Regions from separate parts of the Rattus norvegicus genome. Here region 1 is linked to region 2. A link is a contact called in public Hi-C data. All regions are on one chromosome and are shown on one strand. Each heading gives the region's core, a stretch centred on a gene start, on an enhancer-like site or on the middle of the called end of the contact. The rest is flanking DNA. Distances are from core to core; before and after follow the strand shown. Region 1 holds the start of Stk17b (serine/threonine kinase 17b). Region 2 has its middle 16 kb from the start of Dnah7.

Evidence for each region. Hi-C and Micro-C count contacts between places; a contact is called where the count stands out from the background.
Region 1: a contact with region 2 is called in a Hi-C map of the A7r5 cell line, with 3 times the contacts expected there. The contact joins the promoter of Stk17b here to the enhancer-like site in region 2. A contact is called at or near these places in 3 of 12 Hi-C or Micro-C datasets (the A7r5 cell line, the Rat2 cell line and liver).

What each region holds. Positions count from the first base shown.
Region 1 is chr9:62,829,135-62,834,271 of GRCr8, forward strand. Stk17b (serine/threonine kinase 17b) reads right to left here and starts at 3,377. Exons shown (of 8, transcript NM_133392.1): 1 at 3,254-3,377. It overlaps LOC120094686 (a long non-coding RNA gene), which reads left to right and starts at 3,223. Exons shown (of 5, transcript XR_010054982.1): 1 at 3,223-3,357.
Region 2 is chr9:62,770,483-62,775,501 of GRCr8, forward strand. No RefSeq gene overlaps it. Among named protein-coding and RNA genes, the nearest start is that of Dnah7, 16 kb to the left of the region's middle. Within about 2 kb of position 1,694, at least 7 of the 93 cell types and tissues checked have an H3K27ac peak or open chromatin away from gene starts, as enhancers often do. A contact at or near this core is called in the A7r5 cell line, where this site is marked.

The sequences.
Region 1 (5,137 bases), core at 2,127-4,626, 60 kb after region 2:
CTAAATAAGAAATATTTAAAACTGTTCTTACAGAACTTTTTAAAACAAGGTACTCACATAATTCAGAAATGTGAAAAAAAATTTATCCTCTATTATAATGTAAGATTTAAAAAAGGGAAACATTTAGTTTGCTCTATCTGTTCAAAACTAAATGACCACTTGTTTTCCTGTAAATATCTATGTTAGCTAAGAACATCCTGAAAGCCAAATACTTGTCCTATCCAAAGACTGACAAATCTAGACTTTCATGAAGTAAATGTGAATTATTATGGCAGCCAAGAAATATGAATATGAATGTGGGCATCCACAAGATTGAGCTGTGTCTAGGAAACAGATAAACTGAAAGTTTACTTATCTAGCATCTATAAGAAACAAGAACTTTCTGCCTGTTCAAGAAGGATGTGTTTTAGTTGGCCAGGGACTGGAAGACAACATTGGTGTTGACAAATGACTTCTATGTTCTATGTACTCTACCCACAGCACTGTATTGTCATGTTTGTTTTTAAATACTGAACAGCAAGCAAAATCCAGTAATTTAATTCCCTGAAAATCACAATAGGACGCCAACTGACTCTAGTCCAACTATTGGAGTATAGATTACCGCAGGGTTACAGCCAGGCAAGGAACCTCAGCCTGACACTGGGCCAAGACAGTAAGGCCTGATGCCATCCCCTCCCACCTTCAGAAAAAGAAATAGATCCTGTAATTGTGAAGTAGGAAGAGAAGATGTTGAAAAACGGAAATAATGGCCGGCCAACCATTACACAGAGCTCATCACTCATCAGATGGAAAATTGGCTTTCTGGTGTAAAGTAAATTATCATACCCTTTACTAATAGCACCTCTGAAATAATGTCTGTTCAGTAACTGTTACAATGTCAACTGGAATCTAATTCTTAAAGGGTTAAAAAAGGAACTACTATTTTACTATTAAAATTTCTCAATGCCTAAAGTACACCCTCTTTTGGGCTAGTTGGAAAAAGCAAAATGATCAATCAAAATACATCATGTATAAATATTTGAAAAAGGGGCTCGTTGATATGCACGAGATAATTGAAAAGGATATTTCTCTGTCTTGAACACAAAACACTTCAAAAACATATCTTTTTTTAAATAGTCTGGTATAGGAAATATAATAGCTCTTTTGGTAGCATATCAACTCTGCAAGCGTGAGGCATAGGTTCAATCCCCAACTCTGCCATATGAATAAACAAATAATTGAAACTGAGCTGGTAGTGTGGGCCTTTAATTCCAGCACTCAGGAGACAGTGCCAGGCAGATCTCTTGAGTTCAAAGCTAAGTCTATACAGTGAGACCCTGTCTCAAAAGACAAAAATCCGGGGTTGGGGATTTGGCTCAGTGGTAGAGCGCTTGCCTAGCAAGCACAAGGCCCTGGGTTCAGTCCCCAGCTCCAAAAAAAAGGAAAAAAAAAAAAAAAAAAAAAGACAAAAATCCTTTAAACTGGTAAGCAAGACTCAATATGGCTCAAATGTAGAGCAAATGTCAAGATGCAAGAAGAATTTTAGACACAGGAAATAAGCATTATAATATATCATCATATCTTGAGAAAATTTAGTTTTAAACTGAGTCTCTTAAAAGCTGGGAGACTTTAACAGAGAATTTTTCCTTATAACTGTCAAGCAGCTACAAAGCAAAGCATTGAAAACACGGTTATAAGTTCATTTAACACCCATAAGCTGTTTATTGTCAGTACAAACTTAAAAATGAAATTAAAAGTATCTGCCATTAAATACTACATTGTCTAGAGAAACTACAATTTATAAAGTCTCTACTAAAATGTCACTTCTACCTTAACCAAAATGTCATTTCTTTTTTGCTTAATATTTTATTACATGCAAGTTGAGAGGTCAGAGGACAAGCTGTAAGCATAGGTTTTCTCTTTCTACCATGTAGGTCCTGGGGATCAGGACATTTGAGTTGGTGGCAAAAACATTTCCCAGTGGAGTCATCTCCTGAAACTAATTTCTTACTTAAAAAAAAAAAAAAATCCAAGAAAAACTATTACCATTCTACCCACATACAAAAAAGATTTTACTTTTCTAACATAAACATACTGTCATGTAACTAAATGTACTTTAATAGTAAACCTTCATTCCAGAAAATTATCTAAAATGTATGTATCTCAAAAAAAAATCAAAAACAAAAAAACCTTCAATTACTTGAAGTATTAAAACTACCAAAAATTAAACTAATATCAAAGAAGTTTGGGAGAAAAGACAGGTCTAAAATTTGGTCACTATTTCTATGAACTAGTTTTCTTTTAATATACACAATTTTAAAGCAATGTGATTCAATTTTTATAAAATTGTTGAAAACCATTTCTGGGCATCTCACCGTGAAGACTGCACCAATGAGAAAGTGAGTTTATATATCTCTCTGTAATAAAACTGTGCTCCTTGAGTTCAAAATTCCATGTTTCATATGCCTCCACTTGCCTCGTTATCTCTGCAGACCTTGCTGCCCAAGGTACAGTCTCTCTCCTAGACTTGAAAACTTAAAAAGTCCACGCGGTATCAAACCTGCGGCATTATCGGTGCCAGGGATGTAAACATGACGTCATCCAAACACTCAGCGAATGTCATACACCGAGCTAATGATTGAGTATGATTGAAATTCCTAGGCTTTCAGAAGTATTTCTTAATTCCAACTTGCAAGCTGAAGCCAGCGTGACTCTAGTTCCAACGCAAGCCACAGACACTAGCCACCAGCTGGCTGTGAAGTTTCTTTCAACTGTTTCCACTCATCTATCTCCCGAGAGGGAAACAAAATTAAGCGCTTTTCCCACGGTAAGGCCGGCCCAGGATAAAGATCCAAACCGTGGCCATGATGTGGCTCTCTAGTCTGAGGATGGGTCACAAGCACAGAGGGATTCCCACTGCTTTAAAGGAAAGTCAAAAAAAGTCCCAGAAACAGCTGTGGCTCCCCACGCTGGGACTGACAGCGGCCCACGCGATGGCCGCAAAGTTTCTCTGGGGCTGCTGACCCGAGCGTCCACCCGCCCCGACGTGAAGGCGTCCCGCGCGCACAGCACGCGAGTTCGGGAGCCACTCCGAGGACCACGTCGAGACGCCGGCCGCGGAGGCTATCGGACACAACCGCGCTCCGGACGCCGGCTCTGGCCTTCGGGCTCGCCACAGGGTCCCCGGCGCCCCCACACCGACCGCTCGACCGCAGTTCTACGCCGCCGCAGGCTCTGCCCTCCCTCCGACGGGGCCGCGGCTACACAGGCTCACCTCGCACTCTTCCCCACAGCGGCTGGTCGCCGTCAGCCAGACCCCTATGAGGAGACTCCCGGCGGCGACCGCACAGACGCTGACTGACGCTTCTTACAGTTGAGGTTTGAAAAGTGCAGCGGCGTCTGGGACACTGTACTTCGCTAGACTCCGCCCGCTGGGGCCGGAGAGCCAATCGGAGCGATCATGGAGGGTGGGGTTGTCACGTGGGAGCGGGGCGGGGCGCCGGCGGGCTGCGCGTGCGGTGCGGACCGGCCGCCGCGGGGGAAGTGGGCGGGGCCCGGGCGTAGTTGCCGGACGCCTGAAGACTTTGGGGGCTGGACGTAGTCTAGGACTGAACAGGGTGCAGGCAGGGTCCGAGCGCGACTTTTTCTTCCTTTCCCACCTTCAGGGTGGTTCCGGGAGGTGTGAGTATCGGGACACAGGAGATGAAAGAAGCAGGAGACGTCTGGGCTGTTTGACTTGTGATGATCAAAGACTGTGTTTTAAATCTTTCTTGTCCTCTTCCTTACTACCTGAACCTACCCTACTAGTCGACATTCCAGTTTGCAATGAGTTCTTGGAACCATAAAAGGACTCCAGGATTTACCGATCCTGGTATCTACAGCTGAGTGTCTTGAGACACTGGCTCAAGGCACTGTAGGAAAGTCCAAAGACAAACTAATTGCTAGTTTACTGTGCTAAGGGAAAGAATGAAAAGCTGTATCCGCTCAATGTGCATTGCTGCAAACTTTTTTCTCTTTTAAGCAGTGTGAGAGGCTTTCACATGCTAAGCAAGGGTTCCACCACTGGGTTCCACCACCAAGTTCCACCCTCAGCTCCAAGATGTGTTGTTACCTATTGAAGACAATTTAAAAATGGAAAGTTTCGTGCTAGACATAGTAGGTTTGCATACATATAGGATCCTAGGTTACTTATAATTAAATGTAGTAAATACACATAGAACCTAGAATTGCTGAAGGATACTTTTTTTAGTAGGTGTGAAAAACTATTGGGAAAAAAATACTGTGAGTGGAATCCTCTTGCTTTTAAACATCTTAGCAACAGTTTTATGTTCTTCTTCTGTCACATTTAACCAAGATTCCTTAAGCCATTTGCTGCTTGCTCTTCCAAGCACTATATGTCCCAAGACACATGCATTTAAAGTATCAGAGCCAGTTCATGGGGTCTGTCTGTTGTTATTTAGACAGGCCTCATAGAATGTATTGATTCTTTAAGCATCGTCAAATGGAGAATATTGCATCCCTTTGGCCAGGGAAGAATAAATGTTAAGGTGGAAACAAACTCACCTATTGAAATAGATTTGTGTGGTGTCCACAAACCAATGAGACTGTTTTCATATTTTCTTCCGGAAACAGGAGCTGCATCCCAAAGTCTAAGCACCGAGGCTGAGCCTACCCTCTTGGGGTTCCTGCTGGTGTTTTTTTGGTGTATCCATGTGTGTAACTGTACCTTTTTAATTTAAACAATTCCTTGATTGCCAGCTTTTGTGTATAGATGGTGTGTTGTGTGTGTGTTTATGTGGGGTAGTGCACATCTGGGTATGTGTGTGTGGTGGCCAGATGTTAGTTTTTGAGACAGTCTCCAGCGTGGCCTACTTAGCAGTACTTCCATGGATCCATGCACCTGTATCCACTTCCCCAGCACCGGACTCAGGAGCAGGCACCTGTGCACAGCTTTCTACATGGAAATCTGGGCTGAGGTCCTGTTGGTAGTGTGGTTAACATTTTTACCGAGACAGCTCCCCAGCCCATTGCCAGCATATTTTTAAAAACCTTTTAGTTATTTGTATGTGAAGAGTATGTGCGTATGAGTGAGTGTGCCAGAGGAGGCCGAAGGTGTTGCCCTGACATCTACCTGGAGCTGGAGTTAGATGTCATCAAC
Region 2 (5,019 bases), core at 444-2,943:
TCAAATAAACAAATAAGGGACAATGGCTCAGGTAAAGGCAATGGCCACTAAGCCTGATGGCCAGAGTTCAATCCCCAGGCCCCACATGGTGGAAGGCAAGAACCTTCTCGGAAAAGTGGTCCTCTGTTCTCCACACACACACCGTGCACATGCACACACAGTAACATAAATAAATGTAAAAACAAATCATATTGTCTAAGCTTAAGCCAACCCAAAGTCCTGGGTTTTGTGACATTCTCCCTCAGATTATTTTACTCTCATTTTTGAAACTTTAGACGTGTTGAAGGAAGCAAAGTGTGTGGTGTCGATCCCTCTTTGGCTCAGGCAGGCCAACTAGGAACCTGACTGGAGAAGGCAGGGAGGGAGAAACAGTGCCTGGAGAGCGGTTGGCATAGGGAGGGAAAGAGGATGAATCAGAGATTGCTCTGGAGGAAACATAGACGGGAGTTGCTGAGGCCCTGGATAGATATAAGGAACCCGGCTAAGATCGAATGCCAGTGAGGGTTTGTCTGGCTCGTTGGTCTTTTGATCTAAGCCACTTGGTAAATGGTGGAAGGTGAAAGAAATTAAAAATCTGGGGTTAGATATGTTGAAGTTTAAGGTGACTGTTAGATAACCAAGAAAGATGTTGAGGTGGAAATACAGCGGACGGCTCTGGCTGCATTACCAGTCAGGATATAGATTGAAGTTTATCCACAGATGGTAACAAAGCTATGGAGACAGATGACACTATCAAATAAGGTGGGGGATGGGGGATGGGAGAAAGACGGGGAGAGAGGAGGGAGAGAGGAGGGAGGGAAGAGAGGGAGAAATTATGTTTATATTTTGGTTCCCTAACTATCAAGTTTATTCTGGACCGGTTTTATCATAGAGGGGAACAGGGACAAAGGCAGTCTGAGGGCAGACCCTGGGGTTCTCATTTTCTCTTTCAGGACACTTAAAAAAATATCACACATTTTTCAACTCTTTAACCAAGTTATGCAAGTTCAAAGTCAAAGTCACAGCAGATAGATTAGATATGAAAGAACCCTACAAAACGGGGCTGGAAATTCACGCGTGTGGTATTTGTTCAGGAAAACATTGAAATATATGTGGAACAATTCCTAGGAAAACAAACAGTGATGCTGCTCTTTTTAACCACACTTTGACCTTCTACTAATCACAACCAGACAAACGAGAGTGACTGCACTATTTCCCTTGGACACTAGAGGGAGATATATTCACTTGCAAATTGGCAAGAGAAACTTGTTTTAAATAGAACTTCACTTTTAACACGAAACTTTTAATGTGGACTGCTTAAATTTTAAATTTTGCAGTCACCAAGAAGCACAGACATGTATTAAGATTGAGGCAAATGACACGTGTGGGAAGCCAATTGGCTTCAGACCAGCGTTTTTCTGAACGGGTTCCATTGTATTTGTTGATTGTATGCTGTATTGCGGAGGGAGGGGATACCTTAAGTAATTTTCCTTTCGAGCAATATGAAGCAGAAAATACACAGATTGGCCAGTTTTTCTTTGTATATGCATCAGTTCCTCCTCTCTGGGAACTTGAGATTTGTACATTGTAAGTCAGATCACCAAAAGCTTCTAGAGACTGGTGACTGGAGGCCTGAGTGCTTTTACCTCACCATATCCTTGTCTGTCAGGTGACTTAAAGGTCAATGGCACAAAGATCACTCTGGTCTTTATTTGCCCAATAAAATGCTTTTCAACTGTGCCTGGTAATCACATAGATATGTAGTGTTTTCGTGATTGCTTGGGGCAACTAAAAAACTTTCTCTTTATTTACTTTGGTAATCTTTCCAAAGAACATTCCCCAGACATTCTCTTTTTTTCTTGATCAAAGGTTGAGTGTGATCCTAGCCAGTCATTCTCAGCCTGCCAAGTGCTTTGTTTGACCTTGTAAGTAAGATTATAAGTTGATTCTATAAATCTTCTGTCCCATATATTCCAACATTGAGACATTTCTGGTAATTTAAGGTAGGGTGTCTTTTCTTTCTCCAAAGCAGAACAGAGTTTATTTTCTAGAATCAGAGCTGGTATTAGTCAAACCTTTCTCCCTACTGGTTTTCTGAATGTAAGTAAGTAATCTCTCCATTTTTGTCTCTCCAACGTGACATTGCACCCCTCCAGAACTGAGGGGATTGGTCCACACAACTTATAAAAAGACCCTGCTTAGTTTCAAGTACAGAGCAGGCATTCCAGCGCCCCATGACTTCCTTTCTTTCTATCTGAAACATTGTCCCTATAAATCATATGTTTGAACGTCACGTGCTCAGAAGTTATGTCAAGTGCTGGTGCTAAACACAGAATGTGAGCTGGGTTACATTTGCAAGGTTATCTTGCAAGACTACAGACATAGTCAGAATTATACTGCCCTGGGCTCTGCTCCATTTAAGCAGATGGTGGGCCTCACCAAGACCCCAGAGGGGAACACTGTCAACCTCTCCTAAATTTGGATTGGGAGAAGGGAGACAAGACGGAGGCACCAGAAGTCAGGCAAGGAGAGGGGTTGTCTTTGAAAGGAGTGCCTGATCTTTTACTTGCACAGAAGTAAATCCTACATCCCATCCCCACAAGGGTCCAGTGCAGACTCTGTTTCCCACTCAGGTATAACTGAATTTACCTCTCAGAGCATCTTGTAGTCCGATCATCTGGGAATATGTGCTTTGAGTTTCTACGTAACCACTTCATCTGCGTGTCTCAGCAACCAGGAAGAAGATCATGTCCCATTTTGCACCGTTTCACAAAACACATTTGACTGCGTCCTCTATGAAGCAGGCACCGTGTGCACACCTGAGTATATTTTCATACCAGATTTCATCACTACGTGCTGCTCAGTAAAGCTCATTGGAGTTGGCATACAGATATAATTTGAATATGCTTTGTTGATACTGTCTGAAAATTACCATCTTCCTTCTAATTGTAGAAAGAGCCAAAGGCATACAATGGCAGGCTTCTGTCTGTGTGGTTTCTTTTGGTACCCATGCCAAGAATAGAAAAAGAACCAGAAGAGGACATACCAAAAAAGTACATGCAGAAAAGAACGTGGAGGTGGATTCCTGGTCTGCCTCTAATGAATGCTGGATGGCTTTCTCCAAATACAAGTTAGGTAGCACCCCCAGATCTGTACATATTCCCCTTGGGTCGTCTCCATTCTCCAAATGGGTGGTACTTACCCCAAACCTCCTTCCTCTGCGTGGAAAACCCTCCATAGCTTGACTTCCATCTACGTCATCTGCAGACGTAGATCACTAATGACCTGGAGCCGTTTCTTTGTTTTTTGTTTTGTTTTTTGTTTTTTCTTCACTTCAGAATTTATTACTGCTGCCAGGTTTGATCCTTAAATGTACCTCCTTCTTGGTCTTGAGTGACTCCTCTGCCTCATCCCCTTACCTCTCTGACATTTCCTTTTGTATCATTTCCTCCATCATAAACATTCACTGATACTCCCAATGTCCCAGTTGGCAGCCTCTCCCTCTGCTCTCATAGACCTCACCTACTTTCAAAGCTCCATTTGCCACCTCAATGCTGTGGCTCCAGATGCTGTACACTCTCCACTTTGAGCTCTCTATGCCCCGCCCATCACTGTCTTACTCTTCAAAATTGTAGGCCCAGAAGTGGACTTTTTTTCCCTTTGATCTTTTACTTCCACCCCATCAGTTTTCTAAGTATAGCATCTTGAGATTGCCTCTTTCCCAGAATCCCAATCCAGCATTAGTGCCTCTTGTGACTCTTTCGTGAAAATGTCGTATAGATCATCCCTTCCTGCTAAGTCCTATTGAACAATGAGCACCTAGGTGAGGACAGGAGTCCTTAATGTCCTTCCCTGTCCCTGGCCTAACTTGATCCAGAGCAGAATCCAGAATCCATCAGTTCTTCTTCCTTACCAATCCAACCATAGCTCCCATAGCCTCTTCTCTGAACCGTCATCATGAAACCTCTAGTTAGACTGTGGTCTCCACCTTCGGCAAACCTCTCTCTCTCCCTCTCTCTCTCTCTCTCTCTCTCTCTCTCTCTCTCTCTCTGTCTCTGTCTCTATCTGTCTCTGTCTCTGTCTGTCTCTCTCTCTGTCTCTATTTCTGTCTCTCTCTCTCTTTCTCTCCCTCTCCCTCTCCTCTCCTCTGCTTCTCTGTGTGTCTCTGTCTCCTTATATCTATATCTATATCTATCTATATCATCTATATCTATATCTATATCTATATCTATATCCATATCCATATCTATATCTATATCTACATCTACATCTATATCTATCTATAGCTGTTATAACTTTATTACACCTGCTTCAGTGATGTTCCATCTACTGAGTTTTCTGCTCAAACATCCAGCCATAATGGTCTGGTTATTTAATAAGATTTCATGTAGTAGAATCTTCTCATTTACTGTTTTAGTTTGCGTGAATACTAATATCTTCTCCATTCATATTCAAATATATACAGATGTATATAATACAATTTCAATTTTTTACTTGCTTTTTAGGTCCCAGTTGAAAGAGTGTCTCCTCCATAACGTCTCCCCTGAACCTTTGAGCCATTTGTGACTGCCAATTCACCAGATGTAGTTTCACATATCTAATGGAAGCAATAAAATGTCCTACTTCTTTATTTGGGGTATAATGACTTCAGTGAAATCAATTGCCTTCTCCGACTGAAAGGATATACACAAAAATTAGTAAAAGATGGTCTGTTTCTGGGATGAGCCTTTAGTGCTATTAGTATAGAAATGCACTCTCAGTGATGTTCCGCTTCCAGTGATAGATATAGATATAGATATAGATATAGATATAGATATAGATATAGATATAGATATAGATATAGATATAGATATAGATATAGATATATTATAGATATAGATATAGATATATTATAGATATATGTAGATATAGATATAGATATATTATAGATATATAGATATATTATAGATATATGTAGATATAGATATAGATTGAAATACAAGAAATGACATGCTTATGAAAGGCTTCCTACCTCAGCTTTATACAATGAACATTATTTTA